Linked DNA regions of Sus scrofa: region 2 is linked to region 1. A link is a contact called in public HiChIP or PLAC-seq data. All regions are on one chromosome and are shown on one strand. Each heading gives the region's core, a stretch centred on a gene start, on an enhancer-like site or on the middle of the called end of the contact. The rest is flanking DNA. Distances are from core to core; before and after follow the strand shown. Region 1 overlaps ARMC10 (armadillo repeat containing 10). Region 2 overlaps DNAJC2 (dnaJ homolog subfamily C member 2).

Evidence for each region. HiChIP or PLAC-seq counts read pairs in DNA pulled down with a chosen protein or histone mark.
Region 2: a contact with region 1 is called in an H3K27ac HiChIP or PLAC-seq map of alveolar macrophages. The contact joins two enhancer-like sites. A contact is called at or near these places in 1 of 47 Hi-C or Micro-C datasets (embryonic fibroblasts) and 1 of 2 datasets of contacts at active chromatin or transcription factors (alveolar macrophages).

The regions. Positions count from the first base shown.
Region 1 is chr9:103,204,273-103,210,440 of Sscrofa11.1, forward strand. It overlaps ARMC10 (armadillo repeat containing 10), which reads left to right. Exons shown (of 6, transcript NM_001244923.1): 4 at 621-797; 5 at 4,216-4,287; 6 at 5,208-6,168. The coding sequence ends at 5,459. Among named protein-coding and RNA genes, the nearest start is that of ARMC10, 28 kb to the left of the region's middle. Within about 2 kb of position 3,004, at least 17 of the 83 cell types and tissues checked have an H3K27ac peak or open chromatin away from gene starts, as enhancers often do. A contact at or near this core is called in alveolar macrophages, where this site is marked.
Region 2 is chr9:103,353,691-103,359,661 of Sscrofa11.1, forward strand. DNAJC2 (dnaJ homolog subfamily C member 2) reads right to left here. Exons shown (of 17, transcript XM_005667716.3): 2 at 3,306-3,496. The coding sequence starts at 3,338. Among named protein-coding and RNA genes, the nearest start is that of DNAJC2, 5.9 kb to the right of the region's middle. Within about 2 kb of position 2,536, at least 2 of the 83 cell types and tissues checked have an H3K27ac peak or open chromatin away from gene starts, as enhancers often do. A contact at or near this core is called in alveolar macrophages, where this site is marked.

The sequences.
Region 1 (6,168 bases), core at 1,754-4,253:
AAAGAAAGAACTGTAAAGAAAAGCTCTCTTTCACTTTGCCTTCCCCCCTCCCTCCATTGTTTACTTGTAACAGGATGTAGCCCCTGGATCCCACTGTCCAGGAACTTACCATGGTACCAACGGCCCCTCAGGTCTTTGGGCTTCCACCTCCTCCTGGCGTGCCCAGACACAGAAGGGGAGGCTCAGTTGGGAGCCGCCAGCAAGTGAGATGGCCCCCCAGTGGTGTCGAGAGGTGCTCTCTGGGGTTGGACATGGCTCCACCAGCTAGTTACACTGGACAGGGGATCCAAGCTCCTTGAAGAGTTTAAAGCCGCTGTCTGTAAAATGGTCCTAACAATACAGCCCCATTAGAGTTGGCTTAGGGACAAAGTGAGGTTCATCTGCAAAATTCTCAGCACAGGGCCTGCCATTAACAAGGGACCTTAAGCTTAAAAATAAAGTCACCCAAGTTTGAGGGCTGCCGTCTTTGCTGAGGAGCCGATCTCAGCCTAAACAGTCACCCTGCTCCCCTGTGCAGAAAAGTTACGGTTCAGTGGAAAAATTGGGGAGATTCTAAGGCACTCACTTAAAAATAAATAAATAAATAAATAAAGACACTCGCTTTTCCCCCCCGCCTTTAGGTGTACGTTAATCAAGTCTGCGAGGACGTCTTGTCTGGTCCCCTGAACTCGGCCGTGCAGCTGGCTGGACTGAGGCTGTTGACAAACATGACAGTTACCAATGACCACCAGCACATGCTGAGCACCTACATTGCAGACCTGTTCCACGTGTTGCTCACGGGAAATGGAAGCACCAAGGTATGAAGGAAATGGTTATTACCCGAGCTGCACAGAGGTGTTGCATCCAGCTCATTAAGCTTGGAATTGAGTTCTGTGGCCTCTCGGGTTAAGGATCCGATGTTGTCACTGCAGCAGCTTAGGTCGCTGCTGTGGCACAGGTTCCATCCCTGGCCCAGAAACTGCCACATGATGAGGGCGCAGACAAAAAAATAAATTAATTAATTAAAAAGATTGGAATTGAGTTTACAGATCACCCATCTTAAGTTGATGTCCCCTCAAAAAAGAGAAAAAATCCTAATATGGGCCTAAAAAGTATATTATTTTTATCCCCAATATTAAATTTCAGAATTTTGAAAATGACCTCTTTCACTTATCAATAGATGGGTATTCACTTGGTTTTCTGAAAATCAGTTTATGTTTTACTGAAGTAGCTCCCTTCCCCACCCCGACCCCTGCACAAGATGCAGGACCATTGTGATTGAAAGGAATCTTTGAGTGAACAGTGCTAGGTAATTGAGTTTTTTGTTTACCTCAGTATTAAACTTTTCTTTTTATTCAGCCGTTAGCTGTTGAAAAATCTTTCTAAAACTCAGACGTTGAAGTTTTAGTAACGCATGTCTCAGTGCTCCACGTTGACCTGTTAGGTAGATGGAGGAGGCAACAGAGATGAAGCTGAATTAACGAGGACGCCCTGTGAAAATTCCTCAAGTAAACCCTTCATATTAGTGTGCACTCTTAGCAAGTGCCATTTTTTAAGAAACAGCATAAGAACAGAAGGTAGTCAAAGATTCTGTTAGTTGAGTCGATTGTTCATCAGTGTTTTACTGTATTGGTCTGTGTTCTCTGGCACAGTTGAAAAGAAGGACCAGATGTGAAGCCAAACTCCAGATACTCAGCTTCACAGAGAGTTACTCCCGAGGTTATGACACGGTGATTATCAGAGAGCCGCGCTATGGTCCTGGTGACATTTGTTCTGAGACGTTTTTATGTGGGCTTTCCCCATTTCCAGTCGCCAGACTTATTTGGATGTGGTCCATGATGTACCCGGACGCACTCACGATTCGATGTAATAACACTGGCAATACTCTAGCAATATTGCTCCATCCATACCTAATCTCCAGAATGCACACACACCTGTCAACACCCTTCTCTCCAGGGAGCAAGGTAACATCCAGCCCCTGAGCCCCATGGAAACTCCCCTTGCTCTATCTACCCCCATAGCATTGCCGCTGGAGGAGAAATCTCTCCTGTGCTTCTCCCTGCAGCTGCTCTGCCCAAAACCTCAGAGGAACACTGTGTTCAGAGCCAGGCCCGTCTGTCTCGGGGCTTCATAGATCTGTCCCAGACATGGTCTGTGTTTTCATATACTTTATGGCTTCTTAAAAAGTGACTCAGACCACAATAGTATGTTCCATTTTTGCTTTGTTTTGTTTTTCCATGACATTGCCTAGCATGGTATTTCTGGAATCAAAAATTTGCCTTTTCAGTCTGTCTGGGAACCTAGCTACCAATTGTTTCTCCATACAAAAATGAGTTTAAAGTTCCAACTTGCAGATGAACTTTTGGATAGTAATCTATTTGTAAGTGGGAAGATGTATCCGATTTAGACATTGTCTTAGTAAATAACTACTGACGTGAATTTTCAACATAGTTTTTAATGAGTGATCTATAATAATCTTTTAGGCTCAACACTGATCCGTAACTAAATATAAAGAGCGGAAGATGACTATAAAGAAATGTTGTGTTTGCTGCATCTGCCAAGAGGCAAAAAAAAAAAAAAAAAAAAACTAATGGCTTAAAGAAATGTCCTGGAGTCACCACAAGGTGGCATATGTGACCAGAAGGGGAAAAAAAAAATCTGTTCGTGGTTTCAAAACAGTATATACACACATAGCTGTTTAATCTGTAGTCATAAATACTCTACCATTATGTATACTTTTTGTCATGTTTAACTCCCTTCTGTGGAGCATAGCAACATGAAATTTTAGTGCAGGATTCTAACTTGCTGTTACTGTTCCCGGTTGTAAAAAAAAAAAGGCCTTTTTTAGATTTTATTGACTTCATCCAGGCTTATTTCATCGGCTCAGGACCATCCTGTGTCATAACTCTCCTCATTTTCCTAATCAAAACTTAAAAGAGACAAGTGTTTCTTCCTAACACTTATTCTCAGTGTTGCTGAGCCAGTCAGGCCAGACCAGGTCCGACAGTGACCCCCAGGAAGCTCACTACAGGGTCAGAAGTCATCTTTGCGCTTTCCCCTTAAGGCTATGATGAATAAAGCATGTGCTTGCAAAATTTCCTCTCTGCAAGGGCAGGAAACTGTTTGCAGTGGTTTCTGCAGGGGAGTGAGATGGGCAGGCCTATGTTGTTACCTTGTTCCCATCCGCACTGTTTGAAATGCATCATGGCCATATATTAAATTTCTAAGATTTTTTTTTAATTGATAAAAACAGTAAAATTAAGGAAAGCCTTGTATCTTCCTCCTTAACAAATTAGTGTGTGGAGTGTGATCAAAGGAATGTGAGTACATAGGATATAGGTATAAGGAGTAGCAAGCAAATACCAAACTTAGTAATTATGGTCTCTGTTCGTGGAAATGTGAATATCCTTTTCCTCTGTGCTTTCCTATAGTTTAAAAAAAATGTTCCATAGTAAACACAATGCCTTTATAATCCAAAAAAAAAGTTTTAAAGATAATATCCAGGTTCCTTCCCAGGTCTAGTGAAGGACACGTGTGGCACCTTCTCTGGATGTCAGTCTCCTCTCCCAGGTCCTCAGCATCTGTAATTTCAAATATTTTGTAGAAAGTATAGTTTTACATGACTCGTATTTTTAAAGGAAGAATTCTATTCAAATGTTTGTATTCCTGACTTTTCAATTATAAGTGGTAAGAATGCTAATATTTTAGCTTGTCAGCCATAAGTTAACATGTCTGCTGATTACTTATGCCACTGCCTATTTAAATGATTGAAAGTTTTTTTTCACATAAAAAGATAAGCTCCAAGAATCACAGTAACCAATAAAAAGAACCATATTGTTAGCCTTCATAACGAAATTGTCCCTAAATTTTCATACTTTAAGTAGAAACACTAAGCTTTGAGAGATTCCTTTTTTGTTCCAAAGATGATATTTCACTTACTAGTAATCCTAACAAAGAGCATTTATGTAACACATGTTTACCTTACCCTGTGTTAGGTATGTGGGTGGGCCGGGGTGGGTAGTGAAGAAATTCACTATTTTCTCCCTTTCTCCCTATCAATATAACTGGAAGACTCAGCTTTAAGATGGATTGAGAAGGCTTCGTGGAGAGGAGAGAATGAGAGTCTAATCTTAAAACTAGGCAGAACTTTAAAATGTGGACATGGTTGGCGGCAGCATGCCAGGGAGAGAAAATCCATGCTTGCTGGTCTGAGACAAACTGATACTCTTATTTCAGGTTCAAGTTTTGAAACTGCTGTTGAATTTGTCTGAAAACCCAGCCATGACAGATGGACTCCTTGGTGCCCAGGTAGAGAGCTTTCATTTTGTCTATACAAATAGATGTGGACAGATCTGGAAGGAAAGGATTTATCCCAAAATAGTAACAGGGATTATATCTGTGGAGCAATATTAAAGGTGGGTGGGGTTTTTTGGGGGTTCTTTTTGCCTACGTGAATTCCTTACATTTTATGTAATAGACATATTTTACTTTTAAAAATCATCTTGCTCACAGTCTAGCGGGAGGAGACAAAAATATGTAAGAAATGAGCGATAATTGAAAGCTATGGTAAGTGTTTTGAAGGAAGTGCAGGTGGTGCCATTTCAGAAAGGACCTGTCACACTCATCTGCTCGGCCCCGTACCCTGCACTGTGTATGCAGTTAGTGTTGGGTGAATGAATGAGCGTCCATGATGACTGTATATGACGGATCTTAAAGAGGAAATGGGTATTTTTCAAATGATTACATTCTAGGATTCCAAGGGAATAGAATTTTTTTAGCTGTAACACAAGACCTCTCTCTTTCCATTAGTAATCAAGGTAGAGGTGTGGAAGATTTTACACATTCATGTTTTGCAGTCCTAGGGATACTTTTCCATGACAAGATTTTTCAGTGTATTCAGGGAGCTTTAAAATGTGAAAACCGAACTTCCCATCGTGGCTCAGCGGTAATGAACCCAACTAGTGTCCATGAGGATGCTGCTTCAGTCCTTGGCCTCCCTCAGCAGGTTAAGGATCCGGCGTTGCCGTGAGCTGTGGTGTAGGTCACAGAGACAGCTCGGATTGCATGTGGCTGTGGTGTAGGCCAGCGGCTACAGCTCCAATTCGACCCCTGGCCTGGGAATTTCCATATGCTGCAGGTGCAGGCCTAAAAAGCAAAAAAATAAAACGTGAAAATATACATGGAAAATGTTTTCGTATATTTTAACTTCTTCTTGTTTCCTATTTCAGGTGGATTCATCATTCCTTTCCCTTTTCGATGGCCACGTAGCAAAGGAAATTCTTGTTCGAGTTCTCACACTGTTTCAGAATATAGATAACTGCCTCAAAAAGGAAGGTCGTTTAGCTCTTCAGCCAGCTTTCCCTGAAGGTTCTCTGTTTTACCTGTTATATGGAGACGAATGTGCCCAGAAAATGAGAGCGTTAGTTTATCACCATGACGCGGACGTGAAGGAAAAGGTAACGATGATACCAAAATTCTAATTGGTCGGTCGTGTTTTTCCAGGAAGTAGTGCAGTCTAGAAGTAATACACATAAACTTCTCATCTTTCACCTTCCTTACAAAGAGATTCTTGCGATTGCTGAAATTAAACCAGTAAATAGCATGTTTCATCATTAACACAGCTACTACCTGCCATGGTCTTCTGGTTTATTCTGGATCATTTTATTGACTTCAAATGAGTATAAGAGCTTATTCTCAAACCATTTTCTTTCTTTGTATTTTGCTTTTTGCTAAACTAGTTATTTCCTCTACATGGCACAACAGTGACCCTTTTATGTATAGCTACGCTTCCACTGTTGGAAGTGATCTGCAGTTACTCATCTGGGACAGCATTAGCACCATCCTAGGAATGGCTTTGTTCTTTTAGTAACGATGAGATCTGTACTTGCAAGCCCACCTGCCACACTGCTTTCAAGTCTGTTCTAATCATGAGACCCTATTTTAGCCCATGCAAACTGTAACCTGTTAGAAGTGTTTCCTAGTACTCACCCACTCCCATTCAGTGTGATTTGTATAACATACTGGGATCAGTCAAAATCCATCCAGAGGCAATTGGTTAAATCAGTTATCTAGTCTTTAAAAAGAATGAAGCAAGTTTGAATGTGCTGATGTGGAAAGACATCCATGAAATATGGTTGTTTTTAAAATACATGTAAAAAAACTGTGTAATGTGACCCCATGTGTGTTTTT
Region 2 (5,971 bases), core at 1,286-3,785, 150 kb after region 1:
TTTTCCATCCCTCTCTTGGTTCTGAATGCCATCTGCTCTCTATCTCTGCAATGCCAGCATCTGTCAGTTGTCTCCTAAATTTCAACTGGATTATTTTCATCAGCATAAAAAGATGCTGTTATCTTTTATCTTTAGGACCCTTCCATGACCCCTTTTCCATTTCTTTGCTGCTCATCAAACTTAAACTTCTTGAAAAAACTGTCCACATATTTTTTTACCCCCTCTAGCATTCAGTTTTTGAAACACACCAAAGTGGTTCTGCTCTGCCGATTCCCACCCCAGGTGCTATGAAACTGATCGCTTTAGGAACAACTTCCAGCAGCCAAATCCAAGATCATCCAGCTGCCTTCGCTTGGCTTCAACGCCCAGTGGCAGCACAGCTGACTCCTTTTTTGGGAAACATTATCTTCCTTTAGTTTCACTGAACCCACTGTTCTCCTCCCACCTTCCAGTAGCTTTTTCCAGCCATGTGACCAGCTTCTCAATGCCCTTTACAAAGCTCAGTCCTGGGGTTTCTCTCTGCCTCTCTCTAATACTTTGGTCCAAGGTGATCTGATGCAATGCCAGGACTAGAAGATGGTAAGTGTCCTGTAAATGCTCACGACTCCCCAGCTCACTCTAGCTTGGACCTCTGAGCTCCAGATGCAGAGCACCCCTGTCTCTCAAACTTCCTGGCCTGTCACCCTCCACCTTCTTCCCCTCTTTCCAAATACCAGACAGCTTTTCAGCTCAGGGAAGATGCAGAGCTCTTGCTCCCGGGTCCTCATGCTGCCTCAGCCAGGCACATTCTTCCCCCACTCTTCACGTGGCTGCCATCGCTCATCCTTCAGTCTCGGCTTAAATGTCATCACCTTATTTAAAAGGGGACAACCTTCCCTCCCCTTCTCTGCTTCTTTTTTTGGTTCCCCCAAAGTACTGAAATATTGTCAGTGCTTCAAACTCTCTAGCGGCTTCCACTGACTTCTCTTCCTCCCCCCTCCCCCATTCACTGTGTTCCAGCCACTTGCCTTCTGTCAGTTCCTGGCACATTCTAAACTTCTGCCCCTGCATCGACTCTGTCTGGAACATCACTGCCCCTGATACCTGCATATCATTCAGGTTCATCTAAAATGTCAACTGCACAGGTTCCCCTGTCTACTCCACCTGAAGCATCCACTCAACTTGACCCATCACCCTGTTCTACTTCTTTGCCTTCCACTTAGTGCCGTGTTCCTGGTTGTTTCCTGTCTCCTCACTGGCATATGCTCTGTGGGAGCACCGTACGGTCTTGTTCAGCGACACCCAGTGTGTGACACACCCTTTGCAGGTGTTTGATCCAAATTTGTTGAATTAAACAGTTAAATGAATGAATGTATGAACCCTGGAGCCTTGTTCCAATGCCATCTGCTCCTTTCTATGCCAAAAACCTTCTCCACTCTTCTTTGCTTTTCTCTCCTGTAGTCTCAACATTCCCGACCGTGCCTTTCCCTCAAGTTACTATTTTCTCTCATTTTCTCTACGACCTAGCTTTGAAAGAGTATTTTATACTAAGATCGCTACCTCCCCACTGCAATCTCTTGCCATCCCAACCGCTGTACTAGATCTGCTTTCAAGGTAGTCCCTACACTTCATTTGCCAAACCCAGCGGCTTTTTATCATTATTTACGTTACGTGACTGACCTCTCTCCAAAGCACTGACACTGGTGACTGTTTTTCCATTCTTGAGACTTCCTCCTCCTCCCTTAGCTTCTGGAAGAGTATAGTACCTGATGTTCAATAAACCTGCGCTGAACTAACACGTGTGTTTTTCTTTGCTTTCTCTCCACTTCTTCGACCCCTGTTAGTATCCCTTGCTGTTTTCCCTCCTCTGCCCATCCCCTAGATAACCATGCTCCTTAATGCTTAATTCTTTTCTTTTAAAACTGCTCATAGGAGGAGAATCGGCTAACACTCTCTGAGCACTTATTTATTCTTCTAGGTGTTTTACATGCACACCATTCCTCTTTTAACCCTCACAACACCTATGAGATAGGAATTATTATCTACTCTTTGTTTACCATTTGCCATGTGCCCAAGCACTAAGTGAAAGGCTTTGTATGTATAATTTCATTAATCCTCACTATAATCCTTTGAGCTGTTAGCAATCTCACTGTACCAGTAAAGGAAATGAGGTACAGAGAGATCTAGTAACTTTCTCAAGGTCCCAGCACATTAACTGGGCAAAACCAGATTTGAATTCAGGCACCCTAATTCCATGGCACAAATGCTTAAGTATAATGGTCATGCCTAGTTAAATGTTATACCTAATCGTCTCTATTCTTCTCTTGGCTGACATCATTCAGTTCCCACAGCCATCTATGGGCCAATGACTTATACAAGTTTTTGGCTCTAACCTCTTTTCAGAGACACAGACCAACTTCTAACCATCCACTAGACAGACTTCACTGCTGTTACCAGAACCTCAATTCTGACAGAATTAAACCTTAACACAAGACTGCGCTCCCCACAAACTTCCTCTTCCTGCCACCCTGTGTTGGTGACCTCAGTCTAGCAGGTGACTCAGGCTGGGATGATCAGACGGTTTCCAAACACATCCCCTACGCCTGGGTGGCGCAGCCAAGGTCACCAAGACCTGTCACATCTATCTAGCAAAAAAAGGGACTCTGTCCCCTCTTCCTCAAAACCAGTCTACAAATTTAGTTCAAGCATCAAGCATTCATTCACAGGCTTGGATTACTGCTCTGGCCCCGTAACAGCAAACTGTTCCTTTCCTCTCCACCTGCCCTCCCTTTTCAAGCAAGTTTCTGTACTGCCAGGAGAATTACTTTTCTAAAAGTAGCTTAGAAACTTTCAAAGGTGTCTTACTGCCTCAAAAATAAGAACTTCTTCCTTCGTGTGACATAACAAGGACATTATAGAGTTCCGTCCAGACTCTGTGTCAGGCTAATTTCTCACCACCACCCCCTCAAGTGTGCCACTCTACCCTTCATAATCCCCAAGAGGCAGCATGTGTGCTTTATTCCTTTGTGTTGCTGCGTATCTAATCTTTCTGCCCAGAACATCTTTTCTCCCTTCTCTGCTTCATCAACTGCCATTCACCCATTTAAGACCACTCAAACATTATCTTTTCTGTGAAGCCTTTCTGGATTTCTCCAGCAGAGACAGCAACCTAAGGCTAATGCCATCCCACTCAGGGCTTAACAATAAACAGGTGCTCGATGATTATTTTGTTGGAGCATCCTAAAACATGATTTAATGATGGAAAATAGAGAAATTGCCTATGTCTTACAAAGCATCTGCGTGAACAAGGTTTAGATATTAAATACCTTCCAGTCTTTGGGGTCAAGTGTTTTCAGCATGGGGAACTCTTCTAACTGCAATTCTTCATCTTCTGATTCCTCTGATAACTCTTTCTTATCCTCCAGTTCCTGAAAAGAGGCAGAAGCATTTCTGTTTCTCCTCTTAACAAAAGCTTCAAACCATCTTCCCACAGGTTCAACTTGACAGAATGTTGAGGCTGTGATTGAAAGCGTTAAGAGAGGCTTCAATGTATTGCATGGAATAAATCTGTTCCAAGGCAATAAATAAAATCAAAACAGTGGTAGCATCACACTTTAATTTTAAAACTATCAACTGAAAGTAACTGCAGGAATACAGTTAACATGAGGGTTAGCAATGACCATTTCCTAGTATTTACAGAAAGTCAATCAACCTCTTCCAGTTATCTGACAAACAAGACATTCAGCAGTGTCAACAATAAATCAATACTTTTCTGGGAATATGAGACAAAGATGAGGAACAGGAAGAGTTGCAAATGCTTTCCTTTAAGATTAATAATTATAATTAAGCAGTAAATAATTATAAACTGTTGTAAAGAGCTAGACTCATCAAAAAATCTAAAAACAACTCAAAATGTCTTAATTATTAAAACCTGAGTTTAGATCTCTTTCAAATATTTTAAGATGGAACATTTATTTTTTTCTGAAAAACAATTTTCAAGTAGCTAAAAGGGAATTTACAAACGAAGCTGTGCTACTGTAGAACAGCTCTGGATTTCAGAGCAGGTCTGACAATCAGCAGCTACGTGAAATGAGTCAGTGACACCTTCAAGTGTAAAATGGGAACAATACCTATCTTCACTGGTTCCTTGGAAGACTGAACAACAGACCACAAAAGCACTTGGAAAATCACAAACTCTTAAAGTAAGCCTCTATTCCTGGGAAGTGGGGGTAAGGCACTATACGGCTGTACATTAACAATTCAAAACAGGTAGTTTGGGTCAGGAAAAAAGTGAACATCGTCGTCGTCTTTTTTTTTTTTTTTTTAATTTGTCTTTTCAGGGCCGCACCGCGGCTTACGGAGGTTCCCCAGGCTAGGGGTCTAATCGGAGCTGTAGCCGATGGCGTACACTACAGTCACAGCAACACGGGATCCGAGCCACTTCTGCGACCTACACCACAGCTCACGGCAACGCGGGATCCTTAACCCACTGAGCCAGGGCAGGGGTTGAACCCGTAACCTCATGATTCCTAGTTGGATTCATTTCCGCTGCGCAACGAGGGAACTCCATTAATTTTAATTTCATAATTCAAATGAAAGCAAAAAGCTTTACTGTCTGGAATTAACTCAGATAATAAGTTTTTCCTTGTACCTAAATTGCCACAATTTTCTAAAAACAGCTGACTTTCCATGTTTTAATTAGGTGGGGAAATTAGGATTTTTTTTTTCCTACCAAACACAGGAGAGGATTCAAACACGATTAAATAAGCACTACCTGTGTAGCGCAGGTGTGGCTTTTAAGAACATTGCACTTTAAGCCTTTCCCTTTACTTGTGAGATTACACAGACACTTCTGAAAACGCGAACATGTGCCATGAGATACGTCCAAAATCACATACAACAAGCATCAGTATCCATGGCTATGGTAATCAGTGAAATCACTGAAACCAGAAACTCTTTAGGTTTACAATTCTATGATTGTTTTAGGCTATTAATCTAAGAACCTAGAAAAGACAAGTTTCGCTTTTTAAAAATTGAAGACAGCTAATTTACATAGGTGAAGTTTCGCTTCATTGATTTGCCTTTAAAAGCCTGTCTATACAAGTCTTAACACCAGCATATGAAATGGTCTTTTCATTTGAATACGAGGGGCAATGTCTGAGTTGGGACACTTAACAAAGCTTGAGCAAACGTAGAAGGGAAGAGAGGTGTTTAATACAGCACCAGCAGCTAGGCTCCGTAGGGGCTCTAGACGTGGGGAGTCGCTGCGGGCAGTCTCTTGCCCCCGGCAAGGAGATGCTTATAAACCTTTTTAGGTTAGGGAAGGATTCGGTCCCGAACTGCTCCGCCAGATCCATGAGTCAGCAGCCGCGAGACAAGAAAGAAACTGCGGGGGCAAAAGGAAGACGCCCCCCTCCCTCCCTCCTTCCAGTCTAAGGAAGGATTTCTTTATAGCAGGGAGCAAAAGGCACTCGTCACGACCCCATACTCTGTGAGCTAGTTGCCAGGGGGAAGGGGAGAAAGGTTTCGGGGTCGTCGAGGTAGAGGACCGAGGCAGGGAGGGCTGAGGCTAGACCGAGCCGGGGTTGAGTGGGCACGTACCAGAGGTCAGAGCGTGGGTGATGGCGGTGCTCTGGCCGTCCGCAGCGCTGGGCAGCAGCAGCATGATGGCGCCGGGGCCGGCCCCGCAGACGCAGCGGTTTGCGTCCCAGGCAGAGGGCACCTAGAGTCCCTTCCAGCTCTACCTCCCAGTCCGAGCCTCGCGCCTTGGCTCTACGAAGCCCAGGAACCGGCGCATGGAGCCGAGTACTAACTACTTCCGGGATGAATCTTTCGTGGTGCGTGGGCAAATTCAACCCCCACCTACTCCGCCGCCAACGTGTGCGGCAGCCTAGGTCCTTTACTAACTCAGATCCGACTGCAGAACATAAGTAATACGAATGAAAGGTTCCTAGATTTATCAGTTCCCGGGTAAAAAAAGCTTGTTTTTCCC